Regions from separate parts of the Gossypium hirsutum genome. Here region 2 is linked to region 1. The links are chromatin contacts, called in public Hi-C maps. All regions are on one chromosome and are shown on one strand. The core of a region is the stretch at or near the end of the contact, and the rest is flanking DNA. Distances in the headings are between cores, read along the strand shown. Region 1 holds the start of LOC107901616 (adenine phosphoribosyltransferase 5). Region 2 holds the start of LOC107962904 (bifunctional purple acid phosphatase 26).

What was found. Hi-C and Micro-C count contacts between places; a contact is called where the count stands out from the background.
Region 2: a contact with region 1 is called in a Hi-C map of leaf, with 2.0 times the contacts expected there. The contact joins the promoter of LOC107962904 here to the promoter of LOC107901616 in region 1. A contact is called at or near these places in 3 of 34 Hi-C or Micro-C datasets (leaf and petal).

The regions. Positions count from the first base shown.
Region 1 is chrD06:23,571,997-23,577,849 of Gossypium_hirsutum_v2.1, reverse strand. It overlaps LOC107901616 (adenine phosphoribosyltransferase 5), which reads right to left and starts at 3,227. Exons shown (of 6, transcript XM_016827692.2): 1 at 2,836-3,227; 2 at 2,629-2,739; 3 at 2,095-2,187; 4 at 106-255. The coding sequence starts at 2,935.
Region 2 is chrD06:23,822,861-23,828,713 of Gossypium_hirsutum_v2.1, reverse strand. It overlaps LOC107962904 (bifunctional purple acid phosphatase 26), which reads left to right and starts at 3,017. Exons shown (of 10, transcript XM_016899456.2): 1 at 3,017-3,104; 2 at 3,759-4,002; 3 at 4,419-4,619; 4 at 4,845-4,956; 5 at 5,129-5,355; 6 at 5,666-5,804. The coding sequence starts at 3,817.

The DNA of each region.
Region 1 (5,853 bases), core at 1,978-4,477:
AACTGAAATAATTAACTAATTAAAATAGAGATCAAATTAAAGAGACCAAAATCATAATTTGATGATTAACTAAAACACCAACAAAAAAAAAGCTAAAAGTTTTACCTAAGAGTGAAATGGCAGCAGAGAGAGTTCCACCAGTTGCAACCAAATCATCAATCACAATAGCACGTTCCCCTGCCTCAACAGCACCAACATGCATCTCCAAGCAGTCACTTCCATACTCCAGCTCATAAGCTTCTGCTATCACTTCACCTATACATGCATGCATGCATACATACATACAAGAAATTAAAAAAAAAGTTAGAATATATTATAAATTTATGTATTTTTTATATTTGAAATGTAATATTTTTATTTCAAGTGTAATTCCTTTTTTTTTTAAATTTCAAATTTATTTATTTAAAATCATTAAAGTTCTTTTATTAATTTCACTAGTACAGTGTTTTGAATTAAAAGAGAGTCCCTTAATATCAAAAAGAGGAAGTGTTGTAATGAACTTTAATTTAATAAAAAAAATTTAATAATGTTAACAATTAAACTTATATGATAAGGACTGGATCAAATTAATCTCTCTACTATTAAATAAATTAATTTAGTCCTTATACCATTAAAAAGAATCAAATAAGACTAAAATTCAACAAGATAAACATTTACTATTAAAAAATACCATTTATTATTTAACAAAATTATACTTTGAAAGATTTTTTATAATTCTATAAATGAAATATTTTGTTTGGAGTTGAATGATAAATGATAAAAAATAGTATTTCTATTTTTTTTAATCTGAAAAGAAATTTCTCGAAATTAATTCAGATATACTAAAAGGGAATGAAAAGGGAAGAAGATGATTAAGATTAGATCCACTAAAAATTTCCATAAAAAGCCGACCAACATAACTCCAACAATGGGTAGAGTCCAATTTCAATTATTGGTAGGTGATTAAAGTGGAGATATTCTACAACTTCCTTTACCAATTTAATATTTTGCAAATTGTTTTCTGGGGTACTGACATTTTCATAATCTTTATATATGTATGGTATTACTAGATTTTTCTTTTAAAATTACTGAAATATGCTGATTTTATGAGGTCATGCCTACATGATTGACACCATAAAAAATACAGTGTTTTTTTTCAAATAATTAATACAATTTTTTTCTGTAATCCACCCCACCCCTCCTTGACCATTAAAGCAACCCTTTCAATCATTTCAGCCACCACTATCTCCATTCCATTTTTATATGCATGCTTTGAATTTATATGATGGGTTTTCCCATTTAATTTTGGAAGGATTTAATTAAAGCTTTTTTAAAGTTTAAGGGATTTAATGATAATTTTAAAAAATAAATATTTTTTGAGGATTTACTTGAATTATTTAAAAATAAAACTTTAATGAGTAATTTTAAAATTTTCAAGAGCATAATAATAATTTTTAAAATGAGGGGAAGTGAAAGCCCTTTGAATCCAAGGGGCATGCAACCCCTTAGGCCCCAAAATAAAAAGTAATAAATCAATTTCTCTATAAACAATGAAATTATAAATTAACATATAATAAAATTATATTTTAATCCTTTAAAAATAAAATAAATTTTTTTATTGAATTCTTTCAAAATTAATAAATCCTAAATTAATTTATAAATAAAATTATATTTTAATTTTTTAAAAATTTATAATTTTTTATCAATCTTCCTTTATCAAAAATTTTGAATTCATATCGGTATTTACATATACATGTATGTATATATATATGTACACAATGGTAGATTCAAAAATACAGTTTAGGGGAGGTAGGGGTAAAGTTAGAAATTTTTTTGGAGACCCGAAATTAAATGATATATTTTTATAATAATAAAAATATAATTTTATTATTTTAATAATATTAATTTTTATAACTTTTAGAGGATTAAATTAAAATTTTATCATTTTTAAAAAATTAAAGTACAATTTTATCATTAATAATTTAAAATTTTATAAATTATAAAAAAAAAAGTTTAAATGAGGTTACGCACCCCTGCCAGGCCACCTAATCCTCCCCTGTTTGTATACATTATATATACATTTATGTGTATGTGTATGTGTATATATACAAGTACCTGGCAACTTTTTGGGTTTTCGCAGAGGAACAAACTTCGCACCAATGGCTAAGGCAATAGTTGGACCGAACATGAATCCTCTTGCTTCAACTCCTACATACACATGTTTTTATCTTTAAAAAACAAAAGCCCAAATTATCATTTTAATCTCTCTATTATGTTAAAATTTAAAATTTGATTCACGTAACTTAACCTATTTTATGTTTAACTGTAATTGTAACCTTTATAAGTGAAGAAGCCTATGTGTAATTTTTTTAAAACATCATTTCCAATAATAAAAGAAAATTATCCATGTAAAAATAATAAATATTAATAATAAGTAATTATAAAGAATGATGCTTCTAAACATTAAGGAACATAAATAAATAAATAAATCGGCACAAATCAGCTTAGAAGACCTGCTTAATTTCTTTCCCTAAAAAGACTATATAAAACACCAAGCAAAATACATTAAAAAAAAACAGAGTAGTTAAGAAGAAGAAGAAGAAGAAGAAGAAGAAGAAGAAGAAGAAGAAGAGACAAGATAGAGAGTACCAGCAACGACAGAGATATTCATGTCTTTATATCGATCGACAAATATGTCCACCGTATTTTTAAACGCCTTGTGATCCAACAACAAAGTTGTTATGTCTTGGAACATAATCCCTGTTTTTTCCCCCGAGAAACAAACACCCTGTTCTTTAAAAACACGGTCTTTCTTCAATGAAAATAAAAAAACAAAAAAAAAGAGGGGGAAAAGACCTTGTTTTGGGAAGTGAGGAACAACCCTTATGGCGTTTGATATAGCTTGAAGCCTTGGGTCTCCTTTAAGTCCATTCTCAGCCGCAAACATTTCCACCATTTTTGAACTTTTTTCTTTCAACACTCTTGTTTTTAAAGCTCTGCCTTCGATTTATAGGAGGAAAACAAAAGGGGGGGGTTCTTTTCCCTCCTTAAAATTGAACTAAAAAGATGAAATCTTCTGTTAGTTGCAACTGTTTAATGTTTATCCTTGAGATATATATACACAGATATAGAGAGGATATGGTAAGTGCATTAAATACTATAATCTGTTGTCTATTTATGTTTTGGGCAGACCGAAGAAGAACCATTGCCCCGAAAGGCATTAATGTTTTTACCTATCACCTTCTCTCAATGGCACGTTTCTAACACGCTTTACACATAAATCTTCCTCTGATAAAGTACCCTTCAGTATCTGAATTTGGTAATTTTTTATCTTAGTCCTTAAACTCTTTTCCCAATCCACATTAGTCCTAGCACTTGGTAGCTTTTCCCTTTTTAGTTTCCTAAACTTGAATTCCATTAAGGTATAATGGCATTGTACTTGTCACGTCATCATTTGACATATTTTAAAAGAAAATTATAATTTCTTAATTTTTTTTGTAATCTTTTGGATTTTATACAATTTTTAAAAATTTTCAAGTAATGACATGGTATAATTTTATAATAAAACATTCTCTCACATTATTGGAATCCTAGTTCAAGGGTCAAAATGAGAAAACTTGCCAAGTTTTTAAGATTAACGCGGACAAAAAAGTTAAAAGGACCAAGTTGGAAAAAGCTACCAAGTTTGGAGAGTAAATGTTGCTTTATCCCTTATTAAAAATGGTTAATTCCATCAAGCATCCTTCAATTATGACTTAAATTTTAAATTGGGTCATCAAATTTTAAAGTACTCTAATTTAGTTATCAAAGTGTCAATATTGTATTTATAAGGTCATTCGTAAGATTGGCTATTAGGCTGGGCATTAAAAACCCGTTTAAATTTAACGTTGATCATATTTAAAACACAAAGATATATTCTACTATGTGTAAATTGTAGGTTTAGTTTATATACTTTAATTTGGTCATTTTTAATTCTTGTACTTTTCAAAATTTGCAACTATAATCTTGACCAAAAGACCTCAGTTAAATTCGTTAAGTTATATTTTACTATTTCCAAAATCATATATAGCAAATATATTATCACATGTGCAATGCATTGACAACTTGCTATTTCCATGTAATAATAATAAATTAATTTAATTAATAGATTTAACAACTATTGATCGAAAATTCCAAAAAGTAAAAGGACCAAAAAATAGTCAAATTGGAGAATAGGGGTTAAATCACAACTTATGGACCAATAGTAGAACTTTATCTAATCGATTTGATTACTATCGTTTGGGTCATGACTAAATTTCAAAATTCAAAAAGTAGATGGACAAAAATTTAACCAAATTAGAGTATTGAGACTAAATCCACAACATATGCATGGTATAGGGGCTAACAGCAGAATTTGACCTTAAAACACATGAATTAAAAAAAATAAACAATCAGCCTAAATTTTATTAGTACGGTCTCTTTTTTAACATGTCAAATGAAGTTGCTAATACGGTAGATACAAACATATTTATAATATGATCCATGTATTTAATATTTGGATTGGCATTCAACGCTTGAATTGACCATCTAATTGAGAGAATGACATGATTGATATGATAACATATTGATAATTTAATTAAAAGATTTTAAAGATTGAGACATTTTGTGTAATTAAAAGATTTATGCAATCCTTATATTAAATAAAATAAATAAATATATTCACTATCATAATGAATGTGTTATTATATACAATAACACTAAAAATATTTAGTTTTATTAAAAATAATAAAAACACTTTTAAACAAATGGTTGTCATTTCAACCTAAAAAAAACCCAATAATTTATTAATATGTGAATATATGAAATGAAAAATCCATATTATATGATGGCGTTTTGATTGTTTTAAGGTTTGGTATTGCAAAACCATATTTCCAGCCGCTAGTTTTGGTTTTGAACAGTGTCTTTTAATTAAAAGTACTTATTAGATACTTAAAGAGGAGTCTTGAAATCTGATACTTGGAATGCATGTGTATTTTTAATTATGATTTCATTGGTTGATTGAGTCTTAGCTCGATTGGCATCATTATTATTGTCAATGTAGGAGGATGTGGGTTCGAGTCCGCTAAAACACATTATCTTCCTATTTATGGATTGATAAGGGGTTATGGGTAATTTTAGACATTGTAATAAAAAAAATAGATATGATTAGAACCTATAATGAGATTGTAAAAAAAAAAGTATGATTCCATTCACAAAACCATAAGCATTAAATAAATTTATTCAAATTAATTTTAGGTAGAAATTTATTGAGATTTCTTAGTAGTTAAATTTAAATTGTTGGAGATACAAAAAATTATTTATCTTAAAAATTAATTTACTTGGAAAATAAACTTTATTGACATGCTACATGAATGATATATCAACATTTAAATAATTTTTTATAATTATAAAAAAACTATTTTTAAAAGTTAAAAATCATTAAAACTATTAAAGAAAATTATATTGATTATAAAAGAATATTTTTTAAATTTAAAAAATTAATTAAATGTTGACATATAATCTATGTGGCAATCCATGTGTATGACACATCAATAAAGTTATCAACTTTTCCATCTATTTTGGAATGATTTGACAAAAAATACAAGTTTAAGAGCTAAAAGAGGTGAAAAATTAAATGGAAGGTTAAAATAATTTTTTTAAGTTGGAGGACAAAAAAATTATTACGCCTTAAAATAAATTAAACCCGGTATTATTTAAATTAATTCAACATAATTCTTTGATTTAAATGTAAGTATTTGTTCAATTATTATGATAAAAAAAATTACCTATATAAAACTCATATAGTAAAAATATTAAAACAACATTAAACAAAAACTGTGTTACTCATAATTGTAC
Region 2 (5,853 bases), core at 1,768-4,267, 250 kb before region 1:
TTCATAGGAAAAATTAGATTCCTTTGTTGAGAATGTTTTTAGCACGATCATAAATAAAGTTTATAAAAAATATAAACTTGGTGAGTTTTGGGGTGGGGTTTTGAGTTTGTCAAAATCATAAATTTACATATAAGTTTATCAAGATTTAATATGTGTTTGGGGATTGAATTGAATGAATTTATAAATGTGGAGAGCTAAATTTATTGAATTATTTAGAATTGGAATCAAATTATTAGAATGTGTAAGTATTAAAGACTAAATGTACTATTATATTAGTTAGAAAAATGTCATACGTTAAATATTTAACGGAAAGTGACCAAAATAGAAACGATTTAAAACGTGAGTGATCAAAATTAAAGTGATCTAAAACGTTAAAAACTAATTTGAAAATTTACCCTAATTATTTGTAAGAATGCTGTGATTCAATGCAAATATTTGTTTTAGTCATCAAAAGAAATGTGTTGATGCACGCCTAATATGATAATACCTATAATAAATAACTTTTTGCAGTTTTCTTTCGTTAGCTAACAATTATCAAATTGTAGGGAAATTATTTTAAAATATAATGTAGGGCAATTAAATTAGGAAAAGTTATTTGATATATTATTACTGAAAATTTCATTTTTACAAGTTAATAAAAGAATAAAATATTATTTAAAAAGATAATACGACCATGTTTAATACAAATTATGAAATTAAGAATTTTTACTACTACATTATGACAAATTTACGGTTCAAGTGAACAAAAATTATTTAAAATTATATTTTTAAAAATTTATCAAAGAATTAGATAAAATTTTGGTTAAATTTATAAAATTGAATGCCTAAAATTATTATATATTAGGTTTAAATTTTATTGATTTTATATTAAAATATCTAAAAAAGTCAAACATCTCGTAATAATATAATTTTATTTTGCTTGATTGACTCTCAACATATTTTATTGGGTAAAGAGGGTCGAAATTAAATTGTAATTTTTACAATAGCAAAAATATAATTTTACCATTTTAATAATCTATATCTTTATAATTTTTAAAAGATTAAATCAAATTTCTATTATTTTTAAGGGACCAAAGTGTAATTTTATCTTTATTAATTTAAAATTTTAAAATTTTAAAAGGTTTAAATGAAAATTTTTCTATTTTAGAGAGGTCGAGCCCCTGCCAGCCCCCTAATTATGCTCCTGCTTGTGACACATTTTTAATTATTTTTTAAATAAATTAGTGTAAAATTAACTTGTGACATTAACTCAGTCAAAAATTTAAGTAATAATATATATTTTAATAATTTTTTAACTAAATTAATATTTAGTTGATTAATTAAGAATTTAAATAATCATATACTATAACCTTATCACTAGGGGTGAGCATTCGATCGAATCGAATAAAAAATTTTCAAGTTATCGAGTTTTCGAATCTCATTTTATCATCCTAACTTTATTTGAAGTTTTCTCGAATCGAGTCGAGTGAGATGGAATTCGAATCGAATCGAATCGAATCGAATATATTTGTTCAAGTTAAATTTTAAAAAATAATTTTGGGTCCTTGTTCCCATCATAATAAAATTTGTCCACCTTAATCAAATTTTTTATTAACTTTCATCACCTCATAATTTATTTATTAATTTTTTATATACTGGTTAGCTTCTTTGCTTACTTAGTTGTTTCAATTATCTTCAGATTCTTGTCACTATGTATTTTGAAATTAAAAAATATATTAAATGTAAAAATATGATTCGTTTAATAAAAAGTTGTTTTAAAAATAAAATGTGAAATTGATATCAATATAAAATTTTAACACGAATATTTTATGGCATAATTAATAATTCAATTTTAATATAAATATTCAATATGACTAAACAATTCAATAATATAAATAATATAAAATGTGAAATTTAATTTAATAATATAAATAGTAGATATAAATAAAATTATTACTATTTATGTTTAGTGATATTTGTTTTTGGATAATATTAATTTTTTATTTGAGAGTAAAGGGTGAGAAGTAAAAGTTTAGGGGGAAAATAAAAAGTTTTGGGAAATAAAAGTTTGAGGGAAAGTAAATAGGGGGAGTAAAATTTTGGAGGGAAAATATTAAAAAAAATTGGATCGGGGGAGGGTTTGGGGTAGATGAGAGGTGGGATGGGAAGGGAATAAAAGTTTTAGGGGAAAAGTGGGAGGGGAGTAAAAGTTTTGGGGGGAAAGTGAGAAAGAGTAAAAGTTTTAAGGGAAAAGTAAAAAGGTTTGGGAGTTTGGGGTAAAAATGTAAAATATTATAGTTTGATATTCAAATTATTCGAATTATTCGAGTTATTCAAATTCGAAAACTCAACTCGATTCGAACTCGAAATTTGAAAAAAAAATTCGAGTTGATTCGAATAACTCTATTAACTCAAATAACTCGATTCGTTTAACTCGAAATTCAAATTTTTTTTAATTTTTTTCGACTCGAATCGAGTATTGCTCACTCCTACTTATCACTAACAGTTTTTAAGGTTTGATTTACTTAGTTGTAATGTCGTTACTGCACAACGACAAAGCTAGCTGCTAACTTACGCTACACAACGTCACTACCTGCTATCTTACGCTTGTAAATTTGTTTGGAATAAAGCGATATCTAGTCACTGAACTTGAGACCATTTTTCACTTTGGTCCTATTTTCTTTATTCCATATTAGTTCTGAAAATTGATAAGTTTTTTTTTAAATTTGGTCCCTAAATTTAGGTTCCATTATCCCAGGAAAAATATGATACATTGAGATTGTGCCACATCATCATCTACATTTTTTAATATTTTCTTGTATTTTTTGGATAATATATATTTTAAAATTTTAGATGCTTTTGTGAATAATCAAAGTTTAGGGATCAAATTGAAAAAATTATCAAGTTTCAGAATTGTAATGGACAAAAAATTAAGGACCAAATTGATAAAACTATCAAATTTAATGACTAAATGTTAATTTATCCCTATTTATTTCAACATTTTAAAAATATTTAATTAGGAAAAACGAAATCTGACAACAAATAGCGCCCTATGAAAACCGTCAACTACCCGCCAGATAAATTCCACTTCCCCTCTTCTCTATACACACACAACATTTTCACAGGTAATTTTCTCACTCAAATAACATTCACTCTTTTCTTTTTTTCATGTAAATGAATAATCCCAACTTGTTATAGCTTTCTTTATTCTCTCTTTTTCTCTGCTATCGTGGTGCTGGTGGCCTGTAAGGAAGTAAGCTTTGCTCTTTTTTATTTATTTATGTATTTTATAAATATTGTTGCTATGTTTTATTTTTTTTTCTTTTTTGCATTTCGAATTCGATTTCTCGATGCCTTTGAAATTCTGGGCATGTTTAATAGATACGGTTCAGCAAAGGTAGCGCACTGGTTTTTGAGTTTCACACCGACTTTGTTTTTACTTTGATCCTAAACTTCCATTTCATTGCTGTGATTCTTTGAAAATGTGTCTAGATCTGAAACCTGCTCTGAAAGTTTTAACTTTTTCCCTGATTTTTTTGTATTGATAAATGTAGTTTAGATGAGAAGTGATATGATAAATTAACAAAATGTTACTAGTGAATCTGTCCGGTACGAGGAACAACTATTGGAATGCAAAATTGGATAGGAGTGGTTTTTTTGGGTTCATTTAGTAGTAACGTAATACGAGTTATTGGAATGTAAAATGTTTTTTTGAACTTATATGTGGTTTTTGTGTTTATATAAATTTTCGAATTTAATTGATTCCTTTTTCTTTTCAGATTGACCAAATTGGTGTTGTTTCAGAACTTGATTCATGAACTCATAACACCGTTGCTGATGGCTTTCGGGCTGTGGTTCACATTGTTTGAGCTTTTACTCAAGTTGTTTCTTATCTTAGCCTTTGTGAAAAAGGGCAGTGCGGGAATTACAAGTACTTTTACTCGTACGAAATGGCAATCTTTTGATATCCCTCTTGACCATAAAGTACTTGCAATTCCTAATGGTTACAATGCTCCGCAACAAGTAAGTAATACACATCAGTAACCCCATTATTGTAGCTATTTATTTCAAATTATTCCTACAAATATTTTCTTTTCCAATCAGTATTAATTGATGATGCAACCATTCATTGCCAATCTCTATCCAAGTCAGATTCATGTTTAGCCAATTAAGATACTGGTTTTTCACATTTATTGGTTGTATGAATGAGGGTTAAATGGATGATTAATGAGGTCTTATCATATGAAAACCACAATAGCTTTGTTTTAAATTCTGTGGAAAAGACAGTCTTTAAGAGAACAATTTTACCAAGTGCATTGAAAAATTTACTCTTTAAGATGATCTCTTACCATTGCTATCTAGTCCAGGCCATTGATTGATCCTCGGAATTACAGCTTTGCTAAGAAATTGTTTTAACTTCATTAAATTTATTGGTGTAGGTGCATATTACTCAAGGTGACTATGATGGAAAAGCTGTAATGATATCATGGGTTACTGCTGATAAACCTGGGTCTTCTAGAGTACAGTATGGCACATCAGAGAAGAAATATGACTTTAAAGCTGATGGCACAGTGGCTAATTACACCTTTTACAACTATAAATCTGGCTATATTCATCACTGTCTTGTTGATGGTCTAGAGGTAAATATCGAACAATGTTATCTATAGCATGAATATTCAAACAGTCATATAATAGTTCTATCTGAAACTGGAGCTGCTGCAATATATGCTAATGAATATAACATCCAGATGATGAGAAGCATATTTCATGTTATGAAGTTGCCACCAATAGATAGATTCAATCTTTTTGCGTATTCATGTGATGTTGCAACTTATACTAAGACCACTAACTTTCTTTTCTTTTAGTATGAGACCAAGTACTATTACAAGATTGGTGAAGGTCATTCATCTCGAGAATTTTGGTTTCAAACTCCTCCAAAGATTGACCCGGATTCTCCTTTTACATTTGGAATTATTGGTAAGATGTCATTAGAATATTAATCTACATAGTAATGAATAATCTTGTTTTTTAAAGTTCAAAGGAAAATATGATTTTTGTATATTCAAGATGGTTTTCTGTGAAACTCCCAAAACAAAATAGACAAGCTGCAAAAACAAATCACTTCCTGAATTGGTTTTGTATCTTATAGGTGATTTGGGTCAAACATATAATTCTCTTTCAACTCTGGAGCATTACATGCAGAGTGGAGGACAGACCGTCTTGTTTCTTGGTGACCTCTCTTATGCTGATAGATACCAATACAATGATGTTGGTATTCGATGGGATTCATGGGGCCGCTTTATTGAGAGAAGTGCCGCTTATCAACCATGGATTTGGTCAGCTGGGAATCATGAGATAGAATACATGCCAGATGTGGTAATTCTTCAATTGTGCATCTTGAATTTGTTATATGTATAGATGTCGATTTCCTTTTGTTTTAACTCATATTTCACCTTGATATATATCATGTGCGATTAATACCTTTTTGGTGTTGTGACTTGTGATCTTCCCTCAGCCCATTCCTGATATTTGAGAAAAAGTAACTGGTTTCTTTACCACTACATTCTATATACTTACTTGAGAATAAAGATATTTGAAACCCTTGTTGAAGTACAGACTAAAATATATAGATCATAGCTTATTTTGTTACTTCGTCACACCTGTGCCTGTTTTTTTTTTTTTACAGGGAGAAGTCCTTCCTTTTAAATCATTCCTTCATAGATTTAGTACACCGCATTTGGCTTCTAGAAGCAATAATCCTCTCTGGTATGCTATCCGACAGGCATCAGCTCATATTATTGTCCTCTCCAGCTATTCACCCCATGGTAAGACATCCTTTTTACCTGGTTTTTCTGTATATATTCCAATAAAAAG